Regions from separate parts of the Mus musculus genome. Here region 1 is linked to region 2. Evidence: chromatin contacts called from public HiChIP or PLAC-seq data. All regions are on one chromosome and are shown on one strand. The core of a region is the stretch at or near the end of the contact, and the rest is flanking DNA. Distances in the headings are between cores, read along the strand shown. Region 1 holds the start of Coq6 (coenzyme Q6 monooxygenase). Region 2 holds the start of Acot4 (acyl-CoA thioesterase 4).

Region 1 (5,690 bases), core at 1,148-3,647, 320 kb before region 2:
GCACTTTGTCCTCCAGCACATACCAGCTGCTGGTCCCTCTACGAGGGAGCTTTCCTGTCATGCTTCCTCCCCCCCTGGTTATCTGTGTCCTTTTCCAGGTTCCACATTCCCTACATTCTTCCCTTAGAATATAATTTCCAGCTGCGGACCCATAAAGTAGGCACTGTATGTTTGTTGGGTAAGATAAAACTAAAAGGAAAACAATTAGATTTCCAAGTACATTATAAAATACACCCAGGTGATGTGTTTTATTTCTTAGCTATTTAATGTAACTGTTTTTGAAATGAGAAAAAAACCACCTAGAAATCAAGTGAGAAGCCCAGGCGTAGTGGTGCACACTTGTATGGCTACCCAGGGGCTCAAGGAGGAGGAGGAGTCTCAGAATAAAACCCAAAGAATATGACAAGAATGGATTAAGAATGCAACTGTGCAATTATGCAGGGAACTGTTCCCAAACTCAAATGTCAGAGGGAAACTCAAGCCTAAAACAACAATTAGTTGTGAGTTTTAGGAAGAATTATGGAAAACAGGGGACTGAAGGGGGAAAGTCAGTAAGCGCCTTTATAACTCGGGAGTAACAGCCTGTGCTTGGGAGCCCAGCATTTGGGAGGCAGAGACAGCGGGATCAGTTAAAGGTCCACACCAGCAAAGATTACACAGCACCTTATTTTAAACAAACAAACAAACAAAAAGACTATTGGAAATACCTTAGTCACATATTTTTGTTTGTTTTGGGAGTTTTGCATTCTATGTAACCCAAGGATGGCTTTGAACTTCTGATCCTCCTGCAAAAAACACCATGCTTTTTACTACCATGATTTTAACAGTCACTCCTGAGTTTTAAAATATAATACTTTGCTAGACAGAAAAGCAAACAATAACAAAACAGAATTGTGTGTGAACGTTAGTAAAAGAGCTGCTGTCTTCCTTCCCCGTGACGCTCAGAAAAGAGCGAGAGAAGGATGCAGTACAAAGGAAAACATACACACAAACCTAACACAAGAGCGAGCCACCAAAATGTGAATGCTAAAGTTTCGAAGGGCCCAGAAACGGTGCTACATCATGCCAGCACTTGGTAAATATATTCCACACCATTGGTCATTAGGGAAATATAAACACAAGCCACTTCCTACGAACTTCAGAGGACAAAGAAAAAAGGCAGCAGATAGTGCTGTCAGGGTCAGGAGAAACCTGAGCATTCATCTACTGTCAATGATAACATAAACTGGGGCACTCTCTCAAAGTCTGGCAGGTCTTCAAAACATCAGCATTGCCACATAACCCAGAGATTTCACTAGAGAATAGCCTCGAGATGATCAACACTGTTCACACCAAAGTTTGCACACAGAATGTCCCTACTAGCATCATTCCTTTACAGGCCAAAAGTGAAAACCAAGCATACTTTCAACACAATTGAGGATGGCATCAGCTCTCAAAACAAAAGCTGTCTGATACAGACTCCAACCTGGATTAACCTTTAAAACAGAGTATATCTCCAACTACATAGAACTATCCGGAAAAGGTAAATCTATAGACAGAAAGTAGGAGAGTCTGTAGGGCTGAGAAGGTGAGCAGAAGTGTGGAGAGTGACATCTAATGAATTCCAAGTCTTTTTTTATTTTTTTGCTTTTTGGTTTTTTATAAAGTAAGGAAACGGTAATAAAACTTATTGTAGGTACTGAATAGCTCTGCAAAAATACTAAAAACTCATTGGACTGTACGCTTTAAGTGGGAGCACTTATAACTAGATGAATGTTATCTTAATAAAGCAGCTTTAAGACCAGGAGTGGGGGCGCGGGCCTTAATCCCAGCACTCAGAAGACTGAGGAAGATGATCTCTGTGATTTCGAGGTCAATCCGATCTACCATCCGATACTACAAAGCCCGATGCCTCTCGAGGTGCTCATAAACAATCCTGGACAGTTCTCAAGGGTCAGACTGACTTAGAAAGGCCCGCCCACTTGTGATCCCGCAGAACCCATGCCATTCCCGAGGACTCCCCTGGAAGGACAGTGAGCAAAGCACCAGGTCAGGCACGTTAGGTGTCTGGACAGCGTCCCGACCTCCACTGTGAGTACCGTCCCTCCACAGCCCAGATCCTCCAGCCCGCGGTCGAGATGCACCTACCTAAGGCACAAGCCATGGCAGAGCCCACTAGGCCTCCTCCTGACACCACCACGTCGTACACGGTGTCTGCCGAGGAGCCCGCCCATCGCTGGCTGGCAACTAGCGGGCCTCCTCTGGCTGCGAGCTGCGCGGAACTCCACCAGCGAACGCAGAGCAAGCCTGCCATGGAGCCAATGCGGGCCGCCATAATGACTCCTGCCTGCGCCCGCGCCCGGGACTTCTCCCTGATAGGTCCTGGAAAGTGCTTCCGGGGCAGTCGTCAACCTTGTGTGGTTTTAGCCCTGTCTTCAAAACCGGAAATAAAATAGTTGAAGAAAATTATCCAATCAGAAGACGCTCTTGCCTCATTGGGCGGAACAGACTAAAGACTGGAAGCCAATCCAAGGCTAAAGCCATGAAGGGGCGTGGCTAGCAGTACCTAACCGCCGGCGCCGCTGTCACGGTTGTCACTGCTGCTTTCACCTCTGCTTCTCTCTCTCTCTAGTTAGGAAGATGACTGTGGGGAGGACTGCGGGAGGTCCTGAGTGCGCCGAGTGGAGCCGTGAGGTGAGTGGAGAAAGGAGGAAGTCGGATGCCTCAGCAAGGAATCCTCAAGAGTGGAAACTGTTTAGCGTTGCCGTGGAGACAGAGTCAGGGGCGTGTCATCAAAGGGCGAAGAATTAAAATTGGCAGCGCTTGGGCACTTAGAGAACCAGTCTTGGGGGACGTGGGTCTTTTGTGTCTTGTACCAGGCTCTGATATCAGGAATCGTACTAATAACAAACCACGAATTAACCTTGAAAATCTTAAAAGCGATCTCTATCTTAATATGATTATCCAGAAAAGGCAAATCTAGGGGGCGCGTCATTGCATGGGGCTGAGGTGAGGAGAAACAGGGAGAGACTTCTAAAAGGGCTGAGGAGGTGAGGAGAGACTTCTAAAAGCTTCCAAGGTTTTTGTTGTCGTTTTAGAGTAAGGAAAACGCACCGAAACGCAGCTCTTCAAATATATTAAAATTCATTAAACTGAATGTGTTTAATGTGTTGTATCCTCTCAAACCCATTTTCTAGAAAAGAAAAGAGATGGGTTAAGCAATTTGCCCCGAAATCTCTGAAAACAGAAAGTAGGCTGGTAGTTGCCTAGGGCTGACAGGTTGAGAGGAAGATGTGGGAGGGTTAAGGGATATAAGTGACAATTAAATGCTACACTGGTGCTTCAGAGCAGAGATTCTCAATCTGTTTCACCTAAGATCATCCTGCATATCAGATATTTACCTTACAATTCATAACAGTAGCAAAATTACAGTATTAACAATGAAAATGACTATGGTTGGGGCTCACCACCACATGAAACACTGTATTAAAGGGTCGATGCATTAGAACAGTTGAGGACACTGCTTTAGAGGAATGGTGAAAATGGTCTGACTTCTACTGTGATTGCTAGATGACCCTGGCTGTTTTAGAAACTGGAGGAGAGTACGCTTTGAATGGCTCACTTGTACACTATGGACATTGTGTTTCAATAAAGTTGTTTTTAAAACGAAAGAGCCAGCATTATGGCTCAAACTTGTAATCCCAACAACTCAAATTACTAAAGCAGAAGGATAAGGAGTTCAAGGTCGCCCTTTGACCCTGTCACAACAGAGAGAGAGGGGCAGGGGAAGGAGAGAGTTTTGCTCTAGATCACATGTTCTTCAGCAGCAGAGCTAGGGTTAGAGCACACACTTATCTCTAACTCAGATGGACTGCTCCAATTGCCACTAATCATCAATAGTCCACTGGTGGCCTTGTACCTACCACTCTAAGGACATCTCAGGCCACTGTCCTCCAGCCACACCACCTTCCCTCTATCACTACAAGACTCAACTGAGACAATAAAAATCACCCTAACACTCAAAGTCAGACACCCCCAACCTCAGTGGTTCAGATTGCTCTCCACACTATAATGATGGACAAGCATGCGCTCAGTAGAAACAATACTCCATACTTTTTTTTTGTTTTTTCGAGACAGGGTTTCTCTGTTTAGCCCTGACTGTCCTGGAACTCCCTCTGTAGACCAGGCTGGCCTCGAACTCAGAAATCCGCCTACCTCTGCCTCCCAAGTTCTGGGATTAAAGGCATGCGCCACCACTGCCTGGCTAATACTCCATACTTTTATTTTTCTATTTTTATGGTACTGAGGACTGAGTCCAGGGTCCTGTGCATTCTAGGTAAGTGCTCTCCACAGAGCTAAATTCCCAGCTCTAGATTTCAGTCTTTCTTTAAATAGCAATAGGATACACTCTCTGCTTTGGTGACACAGTGTCCAGGGACTTGCTATTTCTAGTGAGTTGCACAATCAGGAGTGTGAACAATAGCTATTCTCTAAGTGCCCTGCTCAGTAGGTTAATGTATTAGTACGTTTTTACTTAAACTACTGTGACTTAGAATGGACTTATCTGGATATAGACGATGCATCATGTGTGAAAGAGCATCTGTACTCTGCCTAGCAGATACAGCCAAGGGCAGGAGCAAGGTCACCAAGCGGCAGTGCTTTTCCTGGGTCCATACCATAGTTGCAGACTTACTAACAGTTCTGTCTTCTAAAGGATTATGCATCCTTATCAGCTGTTTACCTTTGCCCTAAGATATTGCACAGCTCTCTACCTTTCTCGACCATTCTCATTCATCACAGTACCTGTCAAGAGTTGATCCCTCTTCCCTATCCCTCCTCTCAAAACAGCCTGAACATGCTGATCCTAGTCCATCCCTGTGCATTTGCTATAGTTTTCCATGATGTTGTGCAACAAACTGATACATTTAATCCTGAGTATTGGTGCCCTCCCAGTGCCCTCTGACGGGTAGCCACAGACAAGCCTTCCAAGCGCACACTTCCTTACGTTACCCTCCCGTGTTCTCCCTCTGCTCTCACCGGAAAACAGACTTCATGACTGTACAGGCTGGTTTTGTGTCAACCTGACACAGGCTAGGATCATCCCAGAGGAAAGAGCCTCAGTTAAGGAAATGCCTCCATGAGAACCAAGTGTAAAGCATTTCTCAGTTAGTGATCAATGGGAGAGGGCCCAGCCCATGGTTGGTGGGGCCATCCTTGGGCTGGTAGTCCTGGTTTCTGAGAAGGCAGACTAAACAAGCCAGAGGAGAAAACCAGTAAGCAGCACTCCTCTGTGGGCTCTGCATCAGCTTCTGCCTCCAGGTTCCTGCCCTGCTTGAGTTCCTGTCCCGACTTCCTTCATTGATGAACAGCAATGTGGAAAGTGTGAGCCAAATAAACCCTTTCTTCCCAACTTGCTTTTTGGTCATGGTGTTTCATCACAGCAATAGAAACTCTTATCTAAGACAATGGCACACTAGGCACCCAACCCATGTTATCTTGTATGCACACATGGATGGATGTAATTTGATGCTTGTCTTAGTCAGGGTTTCTATTCCTGCGCAAACATCATGACCAAGAAGCAAGTTGGGGAGTAAAGGGTTTATTTGGCTTACACTTCCATACTGCTGTTCATCACCAAAGGAAGTCAGGACTGGAACTGAAGCAGGTCAGGAAGCAGGAGCTGATGCAGAAGCCATGGAGGGATGTTCTTT
Region 2 (5,205 bases), core at 2,569-5,068:
GAAAGGGGAAGTGTTAGATGCTCAAAGCCAAGAAAATCTCCCCAAGAAACTTCCTCACGAACAAAGGACAGAACAGCCTCAGTACAGCTGGAGCAGGAGACCACCTCTGTAGAGATAATTCCAGGGACACGGATTAAGTAAAGCACACAAGGAGAACCTTTGGATGTCGAAGCATGTACCGCACTGCTTCTTCAAAGTAGTCCACTTCTATGACGTTGAGCTCTTTGGGGAGATCCTCAAAGTCATAAAAAGCCAGAGCCAATGTGGCAAAGCCATGGCCAGCCACAAGGCCGGCTCGGTATTCCAACAGGCCTCCTCCAACACCATAAACATCGATGATGCCTGGAAAGGGTCCTTGTCCTACAGAGGGGACATGACAAGGCAAAGGCATCATGCAATCCAAAGAATTCGCTTCTCTTTTAGACACCTTTTGAAATTGTTTAGTTGGTTTCTATGAATCCAGTCAAACAGATCTCTGGGTCACTACTGAACGGAGACACCGGAGCTTTGGAGAGAGAGAGAAAAAAAATCTAAGCTGTCTCCTGCATTTTAATCCTCTTCTGGAATCCAAACTGTGGTCCACAAGCCACAGGAGGACAGTTATGAATTTGGCCCAACACAAAATTGTAAACTTACATGAAAAAATCGAAGGTGTGTGAGTGTGTGATTTTTGTTTGTAGATCAATCCCATGGTTCTAGGGGGTGAATGCTATAAGTGATACCATTTAAGACTGGATATTTGCATATTTCTACAGATCAGCTGTTGTTCCAGGAGACCATGCTAAACCTTGGGGTGAGGAGTACATTTTGGAAGGAGGATTTGCAAGCCTTAGACTGTCCCCTCCTCCTGCTCTGCCAAGGGCTGCAGACAATGGGAAGTGTGTGGCAGAGGAGAGTGTTACAGTGGTTGAGAGCCCTCCCTGTTCTTGCAGAGGACCCAGGACCCAGGACCGGGGCTCACAAGCACATGCAACCCCAGCTCAAGGGGATCTGATCCCCTCTTCTGACACCCCCCTCCCCGCCCCGTGAGCACCAGCACACACAAACCATACACACATGAGAAAACAAAATACATTTATTTTTATGTGTTAGAGTTTTGCTTCTGTATTTATCTGTGTGAGAGTGTCAGATCTCCCAGTACAGGAGTTACAGACAGCTGTGAGCTGTCATGCAGGTGCTGGGAATTGAACCCAGGTTCTAACCCCCCCCCCCCAGCTCAGGTTTCACTGTTAGCAAGAAGAGAGCATCAGGGTGGAGCCTGTCACCCTATCGTTCTGCCACTCCCACTGCTGGAGCCTGCCGCCTTGCTGTTCCGACGTGGTCACCTGAAGCTGACTCCAGGATGATTTGGCGGGAATGGGCCCTTTCCCCTTCCTTCATAACTCGGTGCACGAAATAGTAAAATTGAGCTTTGATTAGAACCTGGTTGTCTTAGCTCCGTCTCTCTCGCATCGCCTAGCCCCATCTTCTCTTCCAGGTTCCAAGATGCTTCTCAGACTAGAACCCAGACATGTGAGCCGCTGGCCAGCCGCAACAGATCTGGCGACCCAACGCGGGACTGAGAAACAACAGAGGACATTTGGAAGAAGCACTGCTGGTTTGGAGCTCCATAGAAGAAGAAAATAATTAAAGGAAATTCATACCGGAGAAAGTCGGTATGGGCTAAGTTGAAACAGCGTTAAACCTGCACGCTAATTCACTTAGGTTCACCAGTGAGGTTTATTAGGGGCTAGGAACGTAACAGGTGGTTAGCCGTAGCTCCCAGTTAGGCGTGAGAAAAGAAAGGGTTTATTAAAAGGAAATTACTAATCAGGCAGATGGCCGCAGTTAAAAACTGCATCATGCGGGAGGAAAATGTCCCAAAAAGCAGAGAGAAATTTCAGGGGTGCCCTGCTTTGTTCTCTCTGGGCTTTACAGCAGAAGTACTCTGCCCCTTTTGTGTCTTTGTCTAATGTCTGGTGCACCAATCTGTTCATTTGTTCAATTTCATGTATGTTCGTGTCCAGTCTGAATGAATGAATGTTCTATGTTTTATGTTGGATAATAAAGATGGCTAAAAAAAAAAAAACTTTATCTGCAAAGCCGAGAGCGGCCACATGCTTCAACCAGGAAACAGGCACACGGCAAGAGGGCCCCTGCTGGAAAAGCTGTTCCTTATAGGAAAAAAGGAGAGTCTACAGCCTCTTAGTTTTGGGGTAAAAAAGCTGATAAACTTTTTTTTTTTCTTAGAGGGTTCTCTACATTCGTGATTAATGTGTTTGGCAAATGATAAAGTACTTTTTATTCTATGATTATAGCTAGAAAAATTAATGTTCTCTGATTGGTCTAAATGTAACTGCTTCCTTTGTTTTTTTTTTTTTTTAATTGGTAATATGCTCTGAGTGTTTTCACAATCAGCTCATAAGTTATTAGTTAAGATTAATAGTTGTTACATTGGTAACAGATGGTTAGCCTTAAAATTGATAACTCAAGTTTAAAGTCCTTCCAACACGTGGCATAAGGCAGGCCAAGAGGCTGGGTCTCTAAAGATACTTCTAGTTGAGATAATAATTAATGTGATTCTTATCCTAGAAAGTAGAATTAAAGATAAAATTTTAAGTAATGTCTCTTTAATAAAACATTAAAGCTTGCATGTATTCATAGGTATTAATTGGCAGCCAAACTTTGTAATATGATGGTAATGCTTCTAATATTAATTCTATAAGTAATAAATTGTTTTAAAATTGGGTTTTACTTTTCCAAAGTTAATGGCAGAACGCTTGTGAGTGCTCTTAACCACTAAGCCCCCATAAGGTTAAATTCAAAAACAATAAGAACAAAGCCAATTTATGCTAATCTGGATGTACTATGGCTTTAACCCTTGAGGTTGTGTGTGTGTGTGTATGTGTGTGTGTGTGTTTGTATGTACTGACTAGGGGTGGGGGTGGAGTGGGGAGAAGGGGCTGCGTGTGTCAAGGACAATGTGGCAGTTTCCTCTGTCTCATTTTTCCTAACCTCGTATTGCAACAAAGTTCAGTTGTGTTTTTCATCAGCTGGATAACACTATCTTTTGGGGATAGACAGAGATTAAATGAGATAATGCAAGCAAAGGGCACTTGCTAATGTATGAAAATCCCCCAACCTGTTTGAGTGACCACTGAAATGGCCAATAGCACCTTCCTAGGAAACCCTAACCCCACCCCTAGACTCAGCCCTTGGCGCGCTCCCACCTCTCAACCACCCAACTCACCTGGGGGCAGGAAGAGCGTGGCGCGCACCCGGCCCTCGCGCACGGGCACGCGCCGCACCCCGGGAGCCATGAAGTGACGCTCGTGCACCGTCCGCGCCAGCCGCCGCCCGCCATCGGGCTCGTGTCCGTCCAGCACCTCCAGCTCCACCAAGAAGGGCGTCTGCACGTCGCGCTTGATCAGGCGCCAGAAAGGCCGATCGGGCTCCATGGCCCAGAGCAGCCCCATGGGCTCGAGCCCCGAGAAGCTGCCGCCCAGCGCGGGCACGCGCGCCAGGTCCAGCTCGCCGTGGGAGTCCGCGCGGTAGCGCGCGTGGGCTCGGAAGAGCGCGCCCTTCTCGTCGCGCAGGACAGAGCGCAGCGTGACGGGCTGCTCGGGGGCCAGGCCGCGCACGGCGATGCTCAGCGGCTCGTCCCAGCAGCTGCGGCCCGTGGGCTCCACGCTCAGTGTCGCTGCCATTAGGAGCTGGAGGCCTCGGGGAGCGCCACGCGAGTCCGGAGCGGAGCCTGGCCTGCTGTGGAGCCGACCTAGTGCGTCTCTAGGACCCAGACAAGAGAGGAACCATGATCTGTCAGCAATTTGGGCACAGACCGGCCAAAGGTCATGCTTCGGGGCTGAGCCAGGTTATAGGATTCTGCTTCTCGCCACTCCCACGTGGTGTTGTGAAAGTGATTGGTGATGACACACCAAGTGAATGAATCAAGGCAAAGTACGATCCTTCCGTGGATTCAGCAGCTTTATAAAAATACAAAACGGAACCAAGAGCAAGAACTTTGTAATAAATTACAACTTTATACCACTTTAGTCTTAAGATACTCAGCTTACAAAAACTTCCCTGGATGCTACAGCTCCCAGCACAGAAACTAGAATGCACAGTTAAATTGAGAAAGGCAACTGTGTTAAGTTAGGGTTCTCTAAATATGAACATAGCGAACAGGATGGAGACATGCGCAGACAGAGACACGAAGACGTCCCTTCTCCCGTGTCCTTTTGTGTGGCCCAGATTTAGGGCCAAATGATCTGGATTTAGGGCCAAATGATCTGGACTTAGGGTGAGTCTCCCACCTCAAAATAATCCAACCAAGAAAAATCCTTCACAGGCAATCCCAGCTGCTTGGGGTTTAGTTGACTCCAGATGTGGTTAAATTGACAGCCAAGATTAATTAGTGGGCAACATCCTCTCCTGGCCCCAAAGCCCAGATTCAATGAGATGCAAATGGCTCTCTGGTACAGGATGAAGAGGCCACAGAGGTGGTTGCTCGACCCCGTTTTACTAGGGGTGCTATTAAGGGCGGCTTGAACGTTCTAGGGGCCGAGCAGGTGTCAAGGGTGCCATAGAAAGTTCTCTGAGAAGTTGGCTTCATCCAAGGTCCAGTGTTGTCCAATGGGCTGATAAAATGGTGCAGGGAGTGGCTCAGCAGGTAAGAGCACTGACTGCTCTTCTGAAAGTCCTGAGTTCAAATCCCAGCAACCACATGGTGGCTCGCAACCATCCGTAATGAGAACCGATGCCCTCTTCTGCTGCGTTTGAAGACAGCTACAGTGTACTTACGTATAATAATAAATAAATCTTTCGTTCAGAGTGAGCAGGGACTGAGTGAGTATAGTTGTCCAGAGCGAGCAGAGGTCTTTAAATTCAATTCCCAACAACCACATGAAGGCTCACAACCATCTGTACAGCTACAGTGTACTCACATACATAAAATAAATCTTTTTTAGAAATGGTGCAGCCTAAGATGCAGATATATGAGTGCTTGTGGAGCCATCTGGCTGGGGTTTAGGATGCTGTTGGCATGCCACTAGATACACATAAGGCAGGCGTTCAAACTGAACCTTCCAGAAGGAAGAGTGCAAAGGTGAGGAAGGCCCTGACTGCCAACTGAGGCGATGTTCTGTCCCTTGGTCAACGTAAAGTAAAATATGAGCAGGGACTTTGTGAATTATATTGCTAAGAAGGTTGTTATCAGCAATTTTAACA

What was found. HiChIP or PLAC-seq counts read pairs in DNA pulled down with a chosen protein or histone mark.
Region 1: a contact with region 2 is called in an H3K27ac HiChIP or PLAC-seq map of microglia, with 4 times the contacts expected there. The contact joins the promoter of Coq6 here to the promoter of Acot4 in region 2. A contact is called at or near these places in 1 of 115 datasets of contacts at active chromatin or transcription factors (microglia) and 1 of 9 other capture datasets (liver).

What each region holds. Positions count from the first base shown.
Region 1 is chr12:84,358,675-84,364,364 of GRCm38.p6, reverse strand. Coq6 (coenzyme Q6 monooxygenase) reads right to left here and starts at 2,397. Exons shown (of 12, transcript NM_172582.3): 1 at 2,128-2,397. The coding sequence starts at 2,314. It overlaps Fam161b (family with sequence similarity 161, member B), which reads left to right and starts at 2,537. Exons shown (of 9, transcript NM_001358283.1): 1 at 2,537-2,673. The coding sequence starts at 2,620.
Region 2 is chr12:84,036,992-84,042,196 of GRCm38.p6, reverse strand. Acot4 (acyl-CoA thioesterase 4) reads right to left here and starts at 3,818. Exons shown (of 3, transcript NM_134247.3): 1 at 3,230-3,818; 2 at 158-360. The coding sequence starts at 3,686. The region is part of intron 1 of Gm40474 (a long non-coding RNA gene); the gene reads left to right.